Regions from separate parts of the Mus musculus genome. Here all the other regions are linked to region 3. A link is a contact called in public Hi-C and HiChIP or PLAC-seq data. All regions are on one chromosome and are shown on one strand. The core of a region is the stretch at or near the end of the contact, and the rest is flanking DNA. Distances in the headings are between cores, read along the strand shown.

Evidence for each region. A called contact is a pair of places that touch in the nucleus more often than the background predicts. HiChIP or PLAC-seq counts read pairs in DNA pulled down with a chosen protein or histone mark.
Region 1: an H3K27ac HiChIP or PLAC-seq map of microglia shows a contact between it and region 3, with 5 times the contacts expected there. The contact joins two enhancer-like sites. A contact is called at or near these places in 2 of 15 datasets of contacts at CTCF or cohesin (both in the NIH/3T3 cell line), 6 of 484 Hi-C or Micro-C datasets (brown adipocytes, embryonic fibroblasts, uterus and 1 more), 20 of 115 datasets of contacts at active chromatin or transcription factors (the 230-238 cell line, the SCID.adh cell line, bone marrow-derived macrophages and 16 more) and 4 of 9 other capture datasets (adipose tissue, embryonic stem cells, macrophages and 1 more).
Region 2: a contact with region 3 is called in a Hi-C map of bone marrow-derived macrophages, with 29 read pairs. The contact joins two enhancer-like sites. A contact is called at or near these places in 2 of 15 datasets of contacts at CTCF or cohesin (the NIH/3T3 cell line and pro-B cells), 8 of 484 Hi-C or Micro-C datasets (CD4 T cells, LSK cells, bone marrow-derived macrophages and 4 more), 26 of 115 datasets of contacts at active chromatin or transcription factors (the 230-238 cell line, the SCID.adh cell line, acute myeloid leukemia and 16 more) and 4 of 9 other capture datasets (adipose tissue, embryonic stem cells, liver and 1 more).

What each region holds. Positions count from the first base shown.
Region 1 is chr16:93,083,095-93,087,941 of GRCm38.p6, forward strand. No RefSeq gene overlaps it. Among named protein-coding and RNA genes, the nearest start is that of Gm30474, 47 kb to the right of the region's middle. Within about 2 kb of position 1,432, at least 22 of the 459 cell types and tissues checked have an H3K27ac peak or open chromatin away from gene starts, as enhancers often do. A contact at or near this core is called in bone marrow-derived macrophages and microglia, where this site is marked.
Region 2 is chr16:93,039,016-93,043,569 of GRCm38.p6, forward strand. No RefSeq gene overlaps it. Among named protein-coding and RNA genes, the nearest start is that of Gm41499, 84 kb to the left of the region's middle. Within about 2 kb of position 3,061, at least 32 of the 459 cell types and tissues checked have an H3K27ac peak or open chromatin away from gene starts, as enhancers often do. A contact at or near this core is called in bone marrow-derived macrophages, where this site is marked.
Region 3 is chr16:92,690,428-92,694,694 of GRCm38.p6, forward strand. All of the region lies in intron 3 of Runx1 (runt related transcription factor 1), which reads right to left. Among named protein-coding and RNA genes, the nearest start is that of Gm30281, 70 kb to the right of the region's middle. Within about 2 kb of position 1,899, at least 18 of the 459 cell types and tissues checked have an H3K27ac peak or open chromatin away from gene starts, as enhancers often do. A contact at or near this core is called in bone marrow-derived macrophages and microglia, where this site is marked.

The DNA of each region.
Region 1 (4,847 bases), core at 182-2,681, 390 kb after region 3:
CATTTGAAGACCTTGAGGTGTTATTACTGCTTTTATAATAGCAAATTACATGTTAATCTCTTAGCTCAACCACAGAGCACTCAACAGCAGCCAAAGACACACACTCCTGCCCTTTCTTATGACGGAGGAAGAAAATGAGAGCCCAGACAGAAGGAGGGAGTCTGATTCACACCCACACTGAAGGGATCTACAGGGGAAGGAGGCTGCTTCCATCTCCTGGGCTGTTGATCATGATAACTGGTGGAAAGCTTGCCTGAAACCAGAAACCACACTTGGCTGTAGCTCTGTTGCTTTGCTGCATCCTCACACCCTGTTTCTTCCTGTGGCTAACAGCAAACAACCACTGGACCTGCTACCTCTCTTAGCCCATTAAAGAAAACCTGGGTCATTCCAAACACCATCTTCCCATCAAGCCCAGGGTTTGTGAGGCTTAGAGCTGGCCCTTTCTGAAATGTTTCTCCCTGAAGGAAGCTTAGTAGTCTCTCTCTCTCTCTCTCTCTCTTCTCTCTCTCTCTCTCTCTCTCTCTCTCTCTCTCTCTCTCTCTCTCTCTCTCTCCCCCCTGATGTGAAAGAGAGAGAGAGAGGCTACCTGGAGACATAACCTCATTGTCCCACAAAACACTTGAATAGTATTTCTCCAAAGTCATGATACATGTGACCTCACTTGGAAGTAGTTTACATATTTAGTAACTTCAGTGTGACTATTCAGTGTAATCATTCTGGATTAGGATAGCTGCTGAGTCCAGTAACAAACATCTTTCCTGTATGAGAGGGAGACTGGAGACTTGGAGCCTCAGCCAGGAGAGATGCACAGAGATGTAGTAGGGGTGAACCAAGTCAGCCTCAAGCTAAAGAAAGCCCAGGATTGCTGCCAGAAACCAGGGGCCAGGAGAAGGGCATGGAGTGACTGGTCCCGGCTTATTTGGGAGAAACCAGCTCAGTTTACATGTTAACTTGTGAATTTTAGCCTCAATATTGTCGAGAGGGAAATCTCTGTTGTTTGACAACAATAGGTTGGTGGTATCTTAGTATAATAGTCACAAAAATCCAATGTATTTGGTATGAGTCTCCATCATTGCTGAGAAGGCTAATTGTTAGTTATTGGGGGCCAGTGAGGTGGCTCAGCAGGGAGGAGTGCCTCACGCACACGCACGCACACACACACACACACACACACACACGAGTGTTCAAAACATAAGTGTCAGCCAGGGCCCTACAAGAAAGCAAAGAACCAAACCCTTCTGCCTAGAGACAAAGAGACAACCAAACAACCAACCAAACAACAAACAAACCTGGCAGAGGAGTCTTGGGAGCAAGAAAAACAATTGTCAGCATAATTCTGGTTCCAGCCATTTCTGCATTTTAACACATGCTGGTGTCTTGAAACTGGAATCCAGGGCAGACAGTTCCTGGTTGAGGAACTAAGGGCCTGAGAGGGAAAATCCCTTCAGAGTCCCTCGGAGAGGTGCTGAGCTGTGGAAAGTGAACCCAGGGGCCTGTGAAGAGATTCTGTGAGGGGAGCCAGCACTGTTGCTGGGAGGTGGGGAAGGGAAGCAGGAGACAGATCCTCGCCTTTGCAAGCTGCAGCGTACTGGGCCAGCACAGAGGACTGGCAGCTTTGGCTTTGCCCTGGCAACATAAAGATTCATGAAGTGGCTTTTTAACACTTTGGACTATTGAGATTTTACATTGATCACACTGAGACATTAATTTCAGGCTCTTTTTAAAAATGCTGGAGGTTCAGCCAGGCCCTTGTGCCAGAAGGCAGAGGTGTGGCCGAATGAGGAAGATGCTAGGTGCTCAGTCCCTCCCTGCGCTGTCCTATGGTCACAGACTGCTCTGCTCTGCATCACAGGCCTGGTCTGGTTCACAACAGGTCTTGGGACCCACAGATTACTAAAGAGATGCCCACTGCTGTGGAGGGGCATCTTTGGGCATGGGAAATACCACAGAGTGGCCTTCAGGTCCAATTGAGGAATGGCTTGAGCAGGAGGGCATCTGTCCCTTATGTAATGAACCTACATCGGAATACAGCTTGGCTTGCTTAGCATATTGGGCACAGTGGCTTTCAGAAACTTCTGGGAACAAAATCCCAGGTCTAAAACTCAAGCAACAAGCACTGGCTGTTTAACAAGGCATACGTAATGGACGTCAATTGGGTTTCTCAAAGCAATCCTCCTCAGATGCCTAGAGCCACACGCAGGCCCTATGGACAGACAAACAGGGAAGACGACACACACCAGAACCCAAGGAAGCCCTCAGAGTACAGAGGCTGGGATGAGCGCTTAACACCCATCACGTAGGGGATGCCGGGGCCGCTGAAATGCAGATGATTCTTAGAACGGTGGACTCATGTAAGAGCTTTCTAAATGGTTACACAGCTACCATCTGGAAAGTCTACCATTAGGGTGTTCATCTTAAACAAAAGACAGAATACAATCAACAAATGTGTAAATTTTCTTGAATGTAATTGCTATCTAACTTAGTAGTTATGCAAACATTATACAGTATAGTGTTTATAATATGACCTGATAGATGGCTGTTTGACACAGCTGCACCCCCTCCATTAGTCATTAGTTGGCAGCGTTGTGGTCTCTTGACAGGGACAAAGGGAGAATCTTACAGCTTCTCCCAGTTTCTTAAGCTATGGACTGTGGCTCTTGGTGCTCTGTGGGTGTGGCTCCAGTGTTCTTCCTCTCAGGAGGAGCCCTTGTTTGGTGAACCCTGCTGTCTCTTGGCTGATGCCTGCATCTCCTGAGCTCTGCCTCATCTGTGTATCTGGTCATTCTTAAGGTTTGTGTCTGGAAACTCCTGCAAGTGACTGTCTTGTGACTGGGTTTGGGAGTCTCCTGAACAATTCATGACAGTCCTTCCCTGTTGGAACCACTGACTTACTCCTACCCGTAAAAACCTCTTTTCATTGTGAACTAACATTGATTGGCTCCAGAGACTGGACCCATAGTCCCCAACTCGCCAACTTCCTCCTCCCAGACATGAAAAGAGATTCTATATCTTCATGTATGTTTTAGCTCCCTCTTACAGTATCTGTTAACTTCAGCAAGGGCAATTTACTTCAGGCAGATTAAAATAAACAAGATATGTATGAATTCTTTCTTTGTATACGATCCTGTGAGTACTTCTGTCTAGAAGCCAAAATGAAATCAGAATACCAATACAAGGCATAACTGCCCTTGGGAGTATTAAAAATCTCATTCAGTATTCATGACTCCCAAATACACCGAATATAGAAGCACACAACATTCTCAATTTTATTCAATAAAACCGAGAATATTGGGTAGGATAGAAAAATAATGAAATCTAGAACAATAAATAGCAGCTGGTTCTGACTGCCCACTGGCGCGCACACATGTACACAGGCACATACATACACATGCACGCATGCATACACATACACACACATGTGTTCATGCACACAACACACACATACACATATATACATACACATACCACACCCATATACACACACGTACACAGACATATATACACATTTACATAACACACATGCACACATACACACACATGTTTGCAGGTACAATGTATTACATGAGTGCAAAGTAAAGAGAGAAACAGAAACAGCACGCTCACAAAAGCATCTGTTGGATAGGAGTTGGTACTGTCTTTGGGTCTAGACTATCTTACACATACACGTCTTGAATCTTGGTCCCCAAGTTGTGTCATTGTTTTGAGTGATGCAGAGGATTTGGGCGCTGGCAGCTAGTTACTGTGGATGGCTCTGTAGAGGCTGAAACCCAGCACTCATCCTCACTGAAGTCTCTGCTTCCTGTTGTGCCACAGGAGATGAGAGGAACCTCCCCCTCCACCTCCTCCAGCCCAGGCTGGACCATCCTCTTCCCACACCTTCCCCTCCATGATAGACTGAAGCGTGTTTGAGCCCAACCTCCAAACTGAGCCTTTCCACTCCTCAATTTTTCTGTCAGGCGTTCTGATCACAGAACCCCAAAGTTACTCATACAACATGCAAGCGAGGGCCTAGATTCAGGATAGTCTTTGACATCAGGAAAAAATTGCATCATGAAAAAATGAAACATGACGGTAAACAATGCACTAAGATAAACAAACATGCCCGGTGCTCAAAGGTGAAGTATGTGGTTAGCAACACATCCATGTTCCATCTCTGAAGAAAAGAGGCTGGGGCTGGTGAGAGAACCTCCCGGCAGCCCTGTACTGGATGCTAGTTTCTGAGTTAGCTGTGTTAGAAACCACGGGGTTTAGTGGTTAAAGTTTCTTGTTCTCAAACAGAGCTTAAAAAGAAACATAGGCTGCATCAGTATTGTAAAATACTAAGGCTACAATGTGGCGAGAGGCTCAGCCTGATTCCTCTAGCCTGGGAGCGGGGTGGGGTGGGCTGCCCTTCTGAGGTATGCAGAATATAAATGCTCTCATTTGGTAAGACAGGGAGACTGGGACAGGAAAATCATCATGGGGCGAACCATCATTCTTCCACCTCAATGCCAGATGTTGCAGTAACATTATTTATGATCAATTTTTAAAAAGCAGTATTAGCTTTCATCTACCCTCAAGTTGGCTATCAGGGGCGGGGCCAAGACTGACAGCGAGTCAAAACACAGACTATGAGGAGGACAAGCTCACAGATTTTATGAATTCTCAGGTGTAGGTGCTCATGGGAAGGGGGTAACTCGGAGAAGCAGTTTGATTTCAGGATTCCTGTGCCCTCTCGGCAGAGGAAACAAAATCTGGATTTCAAAGGATAGGACGATACATTATGGGTATGAGGTCAGGATATACACAGGGAAAGTAAAGAAAGGTACAGGCTATTTTTAGGGAGGCCTGCTAACGCAAACCCA
Region 2 (4,554 bases), core at 1,811-4,310, 350 kb after region 3:
ACAAGGGTGTGCACATGCCGAGGCGTGGTCACCATCTGAGCTTTCTGTACACACTTCTGCTTCTTTCCCTGCAGGATTGAGGCAGGATCTCACTGTGTGAAACCAGATGACCATGTGATTATTGGCCACTTGCTGTGGCCAATAATGTACGGCCAACAATAGGCTTCTCTTCTGGTCTCTTCTTCCCTCTGTCAAGACTACAGAGCTTGTGTGGCCTCAAGCCCTCAGAGGGGGTGGTGCTGCACAGAATCTCTTGTTCACCAAAGGTAGTCATGGCCTTCGAAGGAGAGTAAATCATTGCTGTCAGAATCCAGTAAGAACTGAGGATTCCAAGTTACCCTGCTACAACCTCATACACTCTGATCAATGCAAGGACCATTGCAAACAAATGTGTTTCAAAAACAGCATTAGTGAAGCTAAAATGTAGCAAATCAAGAATTTAACACATATTGTTTTATAAAGCCTATAGACATGTTAAAATCCCTTTAGAAATTAAAATTTTCTTCCAAGTCCTTTCACCAAGAGAAAGTAATGTGTTTATCAAGTGAAGAAGCCATGTTTATAAAAAGAAATGCTTTATTTTTTTTTTTTGTTCTCACATTTAAAAGAATCAGTGAGCATATCTCAAGAATAATTCCTGGATTGAGAGCTGAGACAGGGAAAATATAAAATAGTCAGAAAGATCCAAAAGTGAGAATGTTTAGTAAAGAAATAAGTTGGACAATATCAGAGGGACAAAAGCCACACCCTACGGGTTCCCAATGGCTACATCGGATTCAGTTCTCAGCCAAGGCATAGAGCATGGTATTGGATTATAGCTCAAGGAATAAAGAATACACATGACTCTGCATTAGGGATGGAAAAAGCAAGTCATCTTATGCCCTCTAGATGCCCCGCACCTCTGTGTGGATGCCCTGCGCCTCTGTGTGGATGCCCCGTGCCTCTGTGTAGATGTCCCGTACCTCTCTGTAGATACCCTGCACCTCTGTATTGATACGATGCCCTGAGTCGACCTATCATGTGTCAAATCCCCTGGCTCCTAGAAGAAATTAGCAGACAGGTATTCCAGCTACTCTTCAGGACACTAGACTAGGACCACTCAAGATGATCAAGATAATGAAAAACAAGGAATGATGGTTCATTCCTGATAGTGTGTTTGGACTATAAGGACTGTGAGCATCAGTGGGACATATCTTTGGGTGTGTCCATGAGGACATTTCTACAGTATCTCAATGGAGGTAAGAACACCTATTCTGAATGTAGTCAATGCTGTTCTGTGAGCTAGGTGCCAACATTCATTCCTTTCTGCACCATGACTGTGGATGTCATGTGACCAGCTGCCCCATACCATATGACCTCCCTGCAATGATGGCTTATCCCCACTTAAACCATCAGCTCAAACACACCGTCTATGTTGAAGTGGTTTTGTTGGATATGTTATCACATCTGTAAGGCAAGTAACTAGCACACAAGGGATGAACAAGAGACTGTCACCTACCAGTGTGAAGTGAGGGTGATCACACCTTAGCAGTGTGAAGTGAGGGTGATCACACCTAGCAGTGTAAACTGAGGGTGATCACACCTAGCAGTGTGAAGTGAGGGTGATCACACCTAGCAGTGTAAACTGAGGGTGATCACACCTAGCAGTGTGAAAGTGAGGGTGATCATCTAGCAGTGTGAAGTGAGGGTGATCACACTTAGCAGTGTGAAGTGTGGGTATTGCTAATTATGTGCTGTAACATCCAATTTGAGTCCTGCAGCAGCAAGAGGATTTAGTGGAAACAAATCAAAGTCAGGGCTGAGGAGATGCCTGCAGGGGAGGTCCCTATACATGCAAGTGTGAGGACCTCAATTCAGATCCTCAATACATGTGTAAACTCTGGGTGTGAAGGTGTGCCTAGAAACCCAACATTGGTGTAGGGGACACAGGTAGATCCCTGGAGCTTACTGGCCAGAACTCTAATTGAATCAGTGAGATTCTGGTTTGGAGAGAGATGCTACCTTAAAAAATAAAGTGGAGAGTGATTTTGAAAGACATCTAACATAGACTCCATATGCATGAGCACGTACACACAGACACAGATACACACACACACTCACACACATACACACACACAAGTTAGTTGAGGATAATGAGTCCACATTGGCTTCTTAATTATAAGAACCCATGTGAATGACATGAGACCATCTGAACTAGACCTGCTTTTAAATTTTTTATTTAATTTTACTACTACTACTACTATTATCATTATTATTGCTTTTTAGTTTGTTTGTTTTACAAATCTAGCATTTTCCCAATTGCACACCTATAATCTCAGCATCTGGCAAGTAGAGGCAGGAGGGCAGGAGTTCTGTGTTTTTCTCTATGACATAGCAAATTCAAGGCCAGCCTGGGCTACCTGGGACTCTTCCTCAGGAAAAGGGTTAACTGTAAAAGGAGTTTTCAATGGAACCATTCCAGCTTCATATGCATTGTGGCATCATGTCTAGTAGACCTCACCCATTGTGTTGCTTTGTGTGGGGAGTCACAAAGACCCCAGCATCTGAGCTTTGCACTCTGCCACCTGCTGGGGCAGCCAGTTCAAAGAAGGAAACCTGAGGGGTGTGTGAATGCACAGGGGATGAAGATAAAAGCTTGCATTCAGATTTCAGAATCAACTGTGGAGCTACATTATAATGGCCTGATTACAGGTCTCTTTCAATCAGGGACTGGTGTCTATTGAACTTAATTGTACAGGAGCATCAAACAATTAAGACAAAAGCCATAAGGGCTTCTGTGGCCTGGGCAGGTTTGCGTTTGATCAGTGTGCATGTGAACCATCTAAGAAGCAGATCTTATTCACTGAGATGATGAATTTAGAATATGGTGGGGCATCTGGCCTATGGGACAAAACAAGGCACAAACACACTGGACCTGAGGGAACTCAAGAGGCCTCACCATTGGAAGCTTCTACCTTCAGTGTCCTCTGCCTGGAAAGGACCAAGTTTGAGCAGTTGGCCTGCTAGATATCTGCCGCATCCTTAACAGAGTTTCGTCATACATAGCTGCCACTCTACAGGACTTCCAGCATCTGATGCAGTGCTTGGTCAGAAAGGGGAAGCCCACAATGAGAGTGAGCTTAGACCCTTACATTCACTTTAACAGTTGACTTCCATGACTGAGCACCACAGATAAAATGGTCATAAGTTTGTTTGTTTTTTAAACATGTGGAAGTCGCCCAAATTTTACACTCAAAATGTAGTATGTTGCTGTTAAGATACAAAGAGCAAAGTTGAATGACCACTTAAGTCAGAGACAGCAAAGTTGTCCATGCCTTTCTCCGACGGCATTTACTGCTCTGGCAGATCTTAAACTCCACCCTCTTCCCCAGTGTTCATTTATGATGGCTTCAACTTGTCTGATCATCCCCTATCCCAATCCAAGAAAAACAAAGAAACCTCTTTCTTAGTTCTTTCCCATATCATTTACTTAGTCTATGCTGTGTGCCACTCCTACCATAGTTAGACAGTTATAGGCACATGACTCTGCCCCAGACAAGGTGGACTCTTAACCATCCAGGTTCACCTTTAGGACTCCGTCAACACCCGCTGGCCCTGGCAGGATAAGCCCCGCCCCCTGTGCCCCCTTCCCAAGAGACTGTGAGGAACACTATAGCTTGTAGCAACCCATCCCTTTGAGCACATCCCCCTTTGAGTTTGTTGACATCCCCCACATCAAAGATCACTCAGCATGGTTTCACTTGCGCCAGAAGACCATGTTTGGAAACCGTCTGATAAGCCTCACTGAGAAGCCACCACACGCCCCTGGATCTCTCGGGATTATTTTAGCTCTCGGAGATCTGATCCTGCACTTTGCAGTGAGGCGCGTCAACCCCAAGTGTGTGCTTTGATTTGGAACCCCAGCTGATGACAGCTGAGCTGTTGATTTAATGGGTTCTGTGCAGATAAAGGCAAGGGCTGGCAACCATACAACTGTCTTCCTTCGCAGGTGAGGAGACAAAGATCTCCGACATGCCTATTTCTCACAGCCCAGGTCCCTGAACCTGGGGCTGGAAACACATCAAAGGCCACACCTTCCCTTCCCAGGCTCTCCCCCAGCCTTGTTCCTCTTCTGTAGCTCCTCCTGAACCCCTCACCAGTCAAACAATGCAGCTATTATGCTCCCTGGAGAAGAGAAGCCGAGTAATTACCTTCCCGGCCAGGTGCCAGGAGTAAGTTTCCTTGTGTGCAATTATTGTGTGGTAAAACGGCTGAGGCCGTGTTTTTAAAATTTGTTTTCTTTTCTTTGTTTTCTTTTTAGGCACTGACTGTCAGCTTGCCAGACACTGGCCCCAAGCTCCTCCATCAACCCCAGACAAGCAGCTTTCTTTAGGATTTGGCTTCTATTGTCTTTCACTTTCTCCCAACCTGGAGTCTCGTGATATTATATTTACAGCTCCGGATCGGTTTAACAAATAAGGCCAGCTCAGCAGCAGTGCAGGTCAAGGTGCGACCCCAATGTTTCTATCTGAGCAGCTGATCCCATGTGGTTTTCATCAGTGACAGGCTTGGGTG
Region 3 (4,267 bases), core at 649-3,148:
GAGAGCTATGGTTTCACGATGGAGCCTAGAATGGCCTTGAACTCCCAGTCCTCTTAGCCTTCGAGGTCAGGATTTACAGGTGTGCACCACCAAGCCTGCCGTTCTTTGACTTCAGCTAAAGTTTCCAGTTTTGACTTGATATCGGTTATGTTTGCCTTGTTCCATATTCAAAGCGACCACAGGATTTCAAATCGCCATGCCCCGAGAGTTCAGTTTGTTCCAACCATTCCAGACACATGCTGTCAGTCTTCGGTGAGATGTCTGTTATTTATCTCAGTTGTGTGGTCATCCTCGGGCAGGTTTTCCCGGGATGGCAGCAGAAACATCTCTTCTTCTACTGCCACTTTGTTTTTCTCAGTTTTTGTACACTGGCTGCTTCACAATCTATCAGAGGGATATTTCTCATTCTGTATGAAATAACCCCGCCGCAGATCTGCTAATCTGGTATCAAGGTCTGGTCTCTCTGCTCGCCATTCTTACTGGGTGCTTAGTCATGTCTCCTTCCCGCTGTTCGATGTCCTGCAGATGGCTATCTGGGCGATTTTATTCATTGTGGCTGCTCTATCTCCTGCGTTCTAAAGAACCTATGTCAGGAAATTGCCCCAGCTACCCTGAGAAATGGACAGAGGGGACCCCTAGGACATCACTAGGACACTCTGCTCTCTAGGACTGGGTATGTATCTTGCTATCTCTTTAATTTTTATCTGTTTTCACTCACTTGCTTTGTGAAACAAGGACCCTGCGGCCCCTTGCCTCTGCTTTTAACCCTTTCATGTCAACTGTTGGACGTGTTTTCTACAAAGGAGATTTTAAAAACGCTTATTCTCCAAGCAATATGTAATTAGATGTTTCTATCCCACCACAAATGTTTGATGCCTTTAATTAGGAGTGGTAATAAGACAACTCTTTTGTTTCAAAGAACATCATTGAAATAAATTCCCCTGCTCGGTTAATTGATCATTATTATCTTTTCTTTCTATTCCTACAAAATGTTACTCCTGTAAATTCTGTTTTCTGTCTATTTTTCCCCCCATCTCTCTCATCAATGTTTTCATTTCCCTCTGCACAGTTTGCTCACAAGGATGAGATACCCTCTGTGAAAATGCTTCACTTCCTTGCCTTCATCTCCCTGTGGAGACCTAGGCCTTTCCAGTTCATCTCAACACCCACTGGGCTCCGAGGGCACTGAATCGACATCCGGGCTTCCAGTCTGAATGCCTGACTGTTGGGGCCCATATCTCCTAAGAGGCCAAAATGAATAAATCCTGTTCCAGAGCGCCCAAAGGCACGCCAAGTCATGAATTCCCACTGTGCCCCACCGTGCCTCAGTTTACCATGGTTGTTCCAGGGATCCCTCATTACCAAGAGGTCAAACCCATGAGGCCCCCTCGTCTACAGCACAAGAGGACCATGGTGGCCAAGAAAAGCTTGTTGATGTTGGAATTCAAAAGTCTAAAAATTAGGAGTTTAAATTGCATCACCCCCATTTCTAAAGGAAGCAGGAAGGGGGCATCCAGTGGCTCGGTTACTACTTCTTGGGCTTTTTGATTTATCTCCAAAGAGTTTTGATGGAGAAGGGAAGGAGACAAAATTAAATCCAGGGACATTTAACTCTGTACTTAAAACAATGACAAGCACACCTAGGCTAGGTTACTAGCACTGTTGTTGTTTTATTTAAAGCTAAGATGTCTTCCAATTTGATATAGATTTTTGTCACTGAGAGATGATATAGAAATAATGAAAAGAAATCAAACTTCAAACAGAAATACAAAGCAGTGTCTGCAGTAAAAAGCTATAAACAATAGGTAAGGCAAGAGAAACATTTACATTTAGTACAGACCAAACAGACAAGAAGGGACTTGCTGGCCCAAGATAGCTCATATTTTGTTGAACTTCTCTGTTCTTCAAGTATCAGGAAGTTGGGCCAAATGTCAGCTGTCTTCTCTGCTCTGAGGACTTCCCAGCACTGTTCTTGGCTAGCCTATTCTTAGTTTGAAACTGGCATTTTCCAACAATTTTACAGGTTGAAATTAAAGCAACAACTTAGTTACTGCAAATTCTCTAATCTTCCAGAGTTTCAAAGAGGCTGTGGAATGGAACGTAGAATTTATCTGAGATGACATTTAACACATAGCTAGGGATCATGGTCTTCCGGCCAGAATTTTATTTATTTATTTATTTATTTATTTATTTATTGGAAAGCATATTCCATCAGCACCCATGGTCTTTGAACTTCCCTGATAAAGGTATGTTTATATTTTTGTGCTCTGGTGTACCAGGGGCTAAACAAATTCTTTTATTACAGTATTATAAAATCTACTGCAAGTCACCTAGACAACTTTGTAGACGGTATCTGCAAATATTGTGTAGTATGGAGCAGATTTCCCAGTTTCTCGGCAGTGAAATTAAGTGTTTCTTCTATGCTGAGATAAACAGTCTATAGGTGGAAAGAGGGGTGGAGGATGGGAGGACTAATTAGCATAATTTTAATCAATTTTCAAGGGACTTCATGATTGTAAGTCTCCTGATAATTCTGAAGATTAAAGCGGAGGACTTAACAAGATTCCGGAAGGTTCCGGGAGATGCTCTTCTACAAGTGATCTGAACAGGGCTTCACATCATCCGATTTTTATCTGGGGGTGGTGGCGGCAGCAGGGAATAGGATAAGTCCTGCAGGGTTAACCCCTAAAGAGATTCCGGAATCTTAATTCACATGTAAATGTAAAGACTGTTGGTAGAAACTGCTTCTGTGTGTTTGGTAGGAGCTGGCACACAGAGGGGCCAGGGCCCATAGAAAATACAGCAAGGAAGATGGTCTGTTTCCAAGTCCAGCTTCCTCTTAAACCCAGCCTTTAAATCTCCTTTCCCTCCGCAAATTCTATCTACTGACTGGTGAGCTCCTTGAAGCAGCCGTCCCTCTGTGGGACAGCATAGGTGGTGACAGATATTAATCCAGAGGTCTGATTTTTCAACTTCCCTGTCCACCGTGACCTTTGTCATGGCTCCTGGCTGTCACTCAGGGAAACACACTGAGGTCTTTCCAAAATCATTTGTAAAGGGGAATCTCTACGGCAGTGATTATTTTTGTTAAAAGGAAAAAATTATTTTTCGTGGCTTGTAAAGGCAATGTGTAAGGTCTTTAATTCTTTTGAAAAGAAAAATAAACATTTCCATGTGGTAGCTCAAGACGGGACCACGTCAACTCCTGAAGACCATTTTAAAAATCAGTTATTTAGTGTCTTGATAAACTGGGATTCCCTGGTAGACTAAGACGAAGAAGAACAACCACAACCACAACAATAACAACAACAACAACCACAGCAACAAAGCTCAGAAAAGACCCAATTTCTTCCCTCAAGGAAGCCACAGTCCCTTTAGCTAGGCTGGCAGGGAGATCTACCTTAACTGGCCCTTTCCTTGACTACAATAAGTTTGATTTCTCTCTGTTCTCTGAAAGTGACCTTAGGGCTGAGCCCAGATAGGTCCCTCTCAGGGTAAACAGAAGACAACACCAGCTAAATTTGTTTTTCTAAAGGAATTGGGACGGATTCCCCAATACTTGGAAGGGAAGGAAAACCCGAGTGCCTGGCTCCCCTTCAGACTCTCAACCCCACCTCTACCCCTTTAAAAAGTTGCTTTCACAACAGTGGTAAAGGTGGCAATTCTACAGACAGAGTCAGCAGCAAATTCTACTTCTATGATTTTTTTTTTTAATGTGGATGGTCTTTTTAGCATGAAAAGGGGAACCGGACAGCACTTGTCAAAAAGTGAGCGCTATTCATTGTAATTAGATCAAGATCCAGCTGAGGCCTGGAACTACGAAAAGCTTAAATTAAATTAATCTCCCTCCTAAATGAGACAATTATTCAGCTAAATTGAAAAAAAGAAAAAAGAAAAAGGAGAGCAGCTTCCCTTTTCAGCTCGGGTCCCGCCTTCTTAGCCTTTTAAAAACACAACTTGACAGAGTCTTTTTGCTCTCAGCTGTACCTTTTAAAACCCACCTCAGGAGAAGACCAAAGAAGAGAATCTAAATTCCTCCAGCTCCCTGCCAGAGTTGTAGGGTGGTTCTTTCTTTCTTCTTCTTCTTCTTATTCTTTTTTTTTTTAAACCGCCCGAGGTTGTTTATATATAGCTTCTGAAAGCCAAGTTTTAGACGCAACACAAAGCTAGGGCAAGATCAGGGTGAAAAGCGACCTGACCAACGTGAGCTGCCCACCTGAAGTTGCCGGGTCTACAAGGCCCCTTGCTCAAACAGAAAAGCTGCTGG